Linked DNA regions of Rattus norvegicus: region 1 is linked to region 2. The links are chromatin contacts, called in public HiChIP or PLAC-seq maps. All regions are on one chromosome and are shown on one strand. Each heading gives the region's core, a stretch centred on a gene start, on an enhancer-like site or on the middle of the called end of the contact. The rest is flanking DNA. Distances are from core to core; before and after follow the strand shown. Region 1 has its middle 420 kb from the start of Zfp462. Region 2 has its middle 380 kb from the start of Hint1l1.

Evidence for each region. HiChIP or PLAC-seq counts read pairs in DNA pulled down with a chosen protein or histone mark.
Region 1: an H3K27ac HiChIP or PLAC-seq map of oligodendrocytes shows a contact between it and region 2, with 4 times the contacts expected there. The contact joins two enhancer-like sites. A contact is called at or near these places in 1 of 12 Hi-C or Micro-C datasets (the A7r5 cell line) and 1 of 1 datasets of contacts at active chromatin or transcription factors (oligodendrocytes).

What each region holds. Positions count from the first base shown.
Region 1 is chr5:74,042,780-74,046,292 of GRCr8, forward strand. No RefSeq gene overlaps it. Among named protein-coding and RNA genes, the nearest start is that of Zfp462, 420 kb to the right of the region's middle. Within about 2 kb of position 1,717, at least 14 of the 93 cell types and tissues checked have an H3K27ac peak or open chromatin away from gene starts, as enhancers often do.
Region 2 is chr5:73,813,040-73,816,735 of GRCr8, forward strand. No RefSeq gene overlaps it. Among named protein-coding and RNA genes, the nearest start is that of Hint1l1, 380 kb to the left of the region's middle. Within about 2 kb of position 2,087, at least 2 of the 93 cell types and tissues checked have an H3K27ac peak or open chromatin away from gene starts, as enhancers often do.

The DNA.
Region 1 (3,513 bases), core at 467-2,966, 230 kb after region 2:
GGAGAAGGTAATGGAACAAAAGCTGAGAGGACTGGAATAGATTCTGTATGTGTACAAAAACATCCTAATGAAAGCCATTGTTATGCATAAAATAATTATAGTCTAAAACATTGAAATGATAAAGAACAGTCTAGATCTCTTCCTGCTGCTGAAAGGCAATGAGAAAACTTCCATCAGGGAACAGACTTGGAAGACAGTGATACATGATTTGATATCAGAAGTAAGCTTTCTTAATGAAAAAAATACCTTCTGACCCACCCCACGCTTACACCAGGGCTTCTCTCATGGTGGCTAAAATACTCTGCCCAATATCTAGCCCTGCCTGCTTTAGACATGAGTTAGACACACATCATTGCTTTCAAAGAACTCACAATCTAACAGATTAAAAAGGAAGAAGAAGTCAAAACAAATAACCTTGGCAAGGCTGTCTATAAGTCTCTTACAGTGTGCTGGGACCCTTATAGTGTCTGGAGGAATTCAGAACCTTGGGTTAGTTCCTGGAGGAAAACTAACTAAGCATTTCCTAGGAACAAAAGAAGGCAAGTAGTTAAAGGAGTTCTTTAGTTACAAACCATATGCAAATAGTGTGTGTGTGTGTGTGTGTGTGTGTGTGTGTGTGTGTGTGTGCGCGCGCGCATGTGCGTGCTCATCATTGCTCTGCCTGAGTCCCTTCATTTCTCTTGACTCTCCCTCCCTAATATCAACGCCATTTCACCTCTGTAGGAGCTTCTTGTGTGTGAGAACGTGAGATGTGTGATGTGGGTAGGAGAAGCAGGTAGCCTGGGAAGGCAGCATCATGCTTACATCCTCACGGAGGACGATGGAGCTGAAAGAAAAATGTCTCCCCCACTGTTTATCTTAATCCCTTCTGGTTGCTACAACAAAGACCCACAGGCTGAGTGGCTGAAGGGACAGAAATTGGTGTCTCACTATTCTGGAAGCCACCAGTCTGAGACAGTGTGCCAGTGCGGTCAGTTCTAGGAAGGTCCCCCTTCCTGACAGTGGCTGCCAGCTTCTTCTTGTGTCCTGGTAAAAAGCTGATCTGCTGGATTTCTCTTACCATAACCCAATTAGACCCATCCCCATACATAAGCACACTGTTGGCTTGAATGAGAAGGACCCTATCACTCAGCAAACAGTGTTGCTTCATTGTCATCAACCCTGAGGGAGGACTCACCTCACAGGCCCACTCCAAGACCACCATTTAATTGCCTCTATGACTGGAGACATTGAGCTAGTCTGGCTAACATGGCAAACACACAACTCTTGGATTGCTGATAGATCTCTCCAAAGTCACACTGTAAGAGAGAAGTCGTACTTTCTCAAAGGAGTATGGATTGCTGTTACCAGGATATAGGAAAGAACCGTAGCTGTCCACTCCGCGCGGGAACTCACCCTTCTGCAGGGACACCTGCCTAGAATATGAACTTTTCCAGCTGTGTCCAAGGGACTCAAGGCCTCGCTCCAGGGTTGCTTATTGACGATTGTCGTGGTATCTCTAAGATGAAAAGTGAAAAGTGAGTCTAGAGGTAAAAGAATACTGAGATGACAAGCCAGAAAGCCAGACTCTGGGCCTGCTTTGGAGCAGCACTCTTGAAAGAAATGTCTTGCTGCCCTCGGCAAGTCTGAGGAAAGAAGAAGACACTCCAAGACCATGTGGAGTGTGCGCAGCTGCCTTTGCACCAGGAAGCGGGGCTCAGCTGAAGAGCGGCTGTCAGCGACGGAGGTAGGAGGAGCCTGTCCTGGCGTTGAAGCTGCAGCGGATAATGGAGCCACAGTGCAAGCACAGGGCCTTTTATTGACAGGGTGAAAAGAAGCCAGCTGGGGTTTGTCTATAGCTGAGCTTCTGGTTCTGTCCCATACTTCTGAAAAAGACCTCCTTTGTTCCTTTGCTGCAGGTGGCACCTGTCATTACAAGACATGTAAATAGGATAAACAGTCCCAAGCTACTGAAGAGGTGCCCCTTCCTGAAATGCGTCTCTCAAAGGACTCTCCAAGTTCATCTCTGTCACTGTTTCTTTCTCTCAATTGGAGGGTTGAACAGAAGGAGGAGAATGTGAGGGCCAGAGGACTCTGCCTTCCAATAAAGCAACACTGATTTTTGTTACAAGACACGACCTCTCTGCAGCTTCTTTTCCCATACTAAATCTGAAAGCCCCACAGAGAATGATTTCTTTTTTAAACTAAATCCAAAATGAGACTCCAAACTAACAAAATCAAGCCCTTGGTCTTTCTAGAAGCGGTAATGAGTTCCTTAAAAATCAGAAAGCAGAGGGATTACTATGAATGTGGGGAGTATAGCTTCTCCCATGGAGGAACACTCTAGAAAATGTTCACTTCCCAATCAAGGGTGGCTACAAAGAAGAGTAGACAGAGGGACATACCTGGCGTTGTGGGGAAGCATCAGTCTGACTTCCGTCCCTTTCCCCTGAAGAGTACCTGGCCATTCCAGAGGTGCTTGCCTCTAGGCAAAAACACTGTAAGAATTCAGATTTTAAAAATGAAGAAGTTAGACACACTGGTAATATGTAGTGGGAGGGCACCCATACCAGAGCTGAGGTCATCCCTTAAAGCTGTCCAGACATATGTCTCATTCCTTCTCAGGCCTCCTTGGAAAGAAAGGGGAAGTACATCCAAGACAAAGCTCCTCTCTTCCTTTCTACCAGGTGGTAGCAGCCAATAGGGTGGAGATAAACATAGCAACTTGGCTGCAAAGATGGATTGTCCACCCACTCTCCCCGGAAGATCTGAGGCAAGCCATCACTGTGATGAGGAACTGCAAATTCGGATCCTATGTCCAATGAACAATTAAGTGACTGACAGCAGAACAGGGGTTTAAAGAGAAGAAAATCTCAACCTACAGAGATAAATGGAGTTTTAATCCATTTATCCATTTTATCCATGCAAACTAAAGATCAAGGAAATGCTTTAACAGGGCCATTAATTAACAGACGAAAATGAATAGTCGATTGAATTATAAAACTGGCACAACTGGAAAGAGGAAGAGTGGTCTGAAGATTTGGGACCAAGAATTTCCCCAGAAAACAGCAGAGAAGGAATTCAAGTTTTTGAAGGTCAAGAATCATGGAGAACAGACCCCAACAGCTTTAACAGTGAGCTCTTGGATGTTTTAGAGGAAACAAATTTAAAAAAAAAACAAACAAAAAACGGTTATTAGAAATAAAGTAAGGCAACACTCCCAAAAAATTAAATGTTAAAACAATAGCCAAAGAGAGGAATTGCAACACCTCAGCTGGGAGTGGAGGGGCAAACATCTAGGAAAAGAAAAAAAAAAAACTTCACCTGTCTACAAAGTCAATCAGGTTTTTTCATGAACCACTGCAGTAGCTACATGAAAGATAAAATTTTACTGGATGAAAACTACTTCAAGTCTAGAACTCTATAACTAAAATTTCATTAGAAAGTGAGAATGAAATAAAGATCTTTATAGAGATGAATGAACTCAGGAAAGGTACAACCCATACCCTCTGAAGAAAATAATCCCTAGAGAAT
Region 2 (3,696 bases), core at 837-3,336:
GAGTTGCATTTAAAAAAAAAATCAGAATCTGCTCTGATGCCTCCCAATTCCTAACAACAAAAGCAGCCAGGCCTCCTTCTATGGGGGAGCATTCAACCTCTACTGTGTAGCTGGAAAGGAAAATTTTAGGCTCGTCTCTACAGCTCCTTATAAAACCAAGGACATACTAGTGCATGGTCAAAACCCAACAGAAGGGGGCTGTCTTGTCGACCTGAGGCCTGTGCAGACTGGCCTATAGATGCCTCTCTTTAGCCCTCATTTTCCCTTGCTCTCTCCTCCTGCCATGTAACATGTCAAAAGCAAATGAAAATTGAGAGGATTCAGCTGAAAATAGAATTGAATTCTATTAGTCAGCCTAATAGTGAAGGTGCATCTGGAAATACAGTGCAGTATAGCTAATGTTTACCACTTGACTACTCATGCCCCGGGCTCAAAATGCATAATGATGCAAATTAAAACCCAGCAAATGGAGGAGCTGGAATCTCAAAGATAACCGTACCTAACTCAGGCTATGACAGAACAGCTGCTCTTTAATTAATCTTACGTAAAGACTGAAGCACCGCGTTAAGATGCACACCGTTTACGACGACGGGGTTTTTTTGTGTGTCTGTGGTTAACACGCGCCTGGACTCCCTCGTGTCATTGTTGCTGCTTTGTAAACTCACACAAAGCCCTGCTCAACAACCCCCATCAGCCGGAAAGGAAAATATGGGCAGGAAGGTAGTAAGATGAGAATCCGAGGATTTTAGAATAGAAATGAGGCCAATTCCCAGTTGCTACTTTCAGTCCTTACTTGAATGGCTGATTTGGGAGCTAGAAACTTAATCTGAATACTTTATTATTTAATATAGGCAATCAACTATGTGTTAGTGTTTGCAGGCACACATACACAATATATTTTAGATCATGTTTTATAGAGACTTTAGAGAGCCTCTACTGGGTTAAAAGTATAGACTTTGGAGCCAAAGTGTCTACTAAAGCTGTGTTTCCTATATATAATATCCTCTAAGTTATTTATTTTTGTGACTTAGTTTCCTCAATTGCATAAAAATATCTAATACCAATTCTAGACTTAGATAGTGATTATGAGGATACTGGGGTCATTACTATAATGACCAAGCACACTGACCACAAGTTAAGCCTAAATATATTACTTAATTTGCATAAATTAACTCAACTATCCATCCTAATGCCAACCTTTTATAACTGTGACTGATACAGTTTAGCAATATTAGCTATATTAAGGATCATTATTGTATTTATTATCATGTACTCCTTTCTACCCTTCTGCAAGCATGGATCGGTTGGTTTTCCCTTGTTATGGTTACTTGTGGAAGCCCAAAAAGATCCACTTGGACTCCTAAAACTACAGGGACAGGAAGTGACCAAGCAAAGATGGCCATACAGGTGCCGCTGACTCAAATTCTTGTGCTTGTATCCCCTTCTTACTCTGGGATTGGAAGGATGGGTAATTATGAACAATGGGGGGGATGAGAGCAGGGTCTTGAGATTCATGGTAATGATGTGTTTCTTCACACCAGTTCCACTAATTCAAGCATGCTCGCATCCGAGGAGAATGGAGGTCAGTTTAGATGTCAAAATACTTCCCTGAACTATTACTATTTTGGACACTGGTCATTTTATAGATTTCAATATTCATCCCTGCCCTCTCGCATGAGCTTCTCTTTGGTATTCCTGTGGTATTTATTCTCCACACACAGCATCTAGATTATGGAAACAATGCGATGCCGAGGTCTTAATTTTTCTCTGACATGAAGTCTATTCCCCTTGCATGTACAGGTTGGCTGCTATTTTTTTTTTTTTTTAGCATCTGCTTCGAGGATGGAGCATACAAAAATCCACTCAGTGTTTAGAATTAAGTAAAAGGAATGGGGAAGCAGACAAAAAAAAAAGACGAAGAGAGACGTGAGATGCTAATGTTTTCTTCACACTGAAACCGAATCTTCAGTGTAAAGATTTCAAAGCACCGACAACCACGCTCCTGTTTGCTAGGCGGGCTTCATTTAGAGGTAGATTTCCCCGTGGATATTAAAGAGTCTTCCTGAGATGAACGCAAGAAGCTGATCGCAAACAAAGACAAGGCTTATTCCCAGTCACCTAGTTCCTCCCACTGGAGGGGGCTCTCTGAAGCCCTTCTCTGAGGATCTGAAAACAAGCCAGATGGGTGTGCTATCGGCATCATTTGGTCTTTAGCAGTCTCTGGAACAAAACATGTAGCTGGGCTTCTTGATGTTTAAGGCTTGGGGGGGGGGGGGAGAGAGAGAGAGAGAGAGAGAGAGAGAGAGAGAGAGAGAGAGAGAGAGAGAGAGAGAGAGAGAGAACTCAGTAGATGGAGTTTTGAATAAAAATGATAGGTTATGCTTTAAGCTGCATAAAAACAAGCCATCTGAAGAGCATATAGAATTGGCGAACATCCTGCCTCTGGAAAGATTCATTTTTATTTGTCTATGTATAAAGGAGGAAGATAGAGAAATTGAAAGTACCATTTCTGCGATGCTCACTCTGGTGAAGGGTTTGCAAAACAATATAAAAATAGCGGTTCTTCCAAAATGATGGCTTTGCTTGAAGTTTATCTACCTCTCTCTCCAATCTTAGAAAGCCCCCCACCTCTACCACTCCCTCCCCGCCAAAGACTCAAAGCTCCCAATAGTCACTGTGGTGAAAAGACAGCAATCTTTCCTAAGTTGTTATAATTAACCAGGCCCATTTCATCGTAAGCTTACAGCCTGGGATGCAGTGTTAAAGGAAAAGTGTGTGTAGCGGGGAGCTAAAGGAAGAAACCAGGAGAGATGGCCATTTTAATTGCCTGTTTATTCTCTCTTCACGTTCCCAAATTGGTTTCGTTTCCTCTGAGTAGGGTAAGTGCCAGGGCACTCATAGGAGCAGGAGGCCAGGGTGGGTTCCAACATTTCCCGGCATTTGAATTACCTCCGGACAGTTTGGCAGCCTCTAAATCTATACCCTTGAAGGCATAGTAACAAGCCTTCATCTCCTATGGAAGAAACTTGAAAGCATGCCAGAACAGGACCTCGTTGCTCCCTTGCTTAGAGTCCTGGCACGTAGAAATCACACAAGAAAACAAAAGGCATTTGTGAGGAGCCGTCCAGGAAGAAAGATTAACAATATAAATCGAGGTGGTTGCGGGGAGAGAAAGAGAAGGAGGGAGGATGGCCCTTTAAAATGTTTTTGTGCTTATTTTAATAGGACTTTACAGTCCTGAATATCCCTTAATCAAAACCAAATGCTTGTAGCCTTACTGTGCTCTTTGTTCGAGGCAGTGCCCACTCGGCTTCCATGGGACTGAGGGGTGGAGCCTGGCTGTCTCGCTTATCTTTCCATCACAAATAAACACCGTTGTCCTCAAGGTTAGGCCAAGCTGCTGCCTTGCAGACTCCAAGGAAGCCCTCCATTGGCAGCTGGACCTGGTTCTCCAGCCCACCCCCAAATGCCGGATGCAAACCTTTCAAGATGTTTCTCAAGATGTTTTTCTCCCCTCACTTTGGATACTGAAATCTGTCAAGAAGCATAACTAGAAGGAAAGGCTACTCCTCCTCTCACCCCCACCCTTCCCATCTTTGTCCCATTCACTGTCGGTCCATCTGTTCCTCTCTACCAGGGGCCTTTTCTCCTTCTTTCTCCACTCTTTCCCTCACTTCTATTCTCTGTCTACCTCAG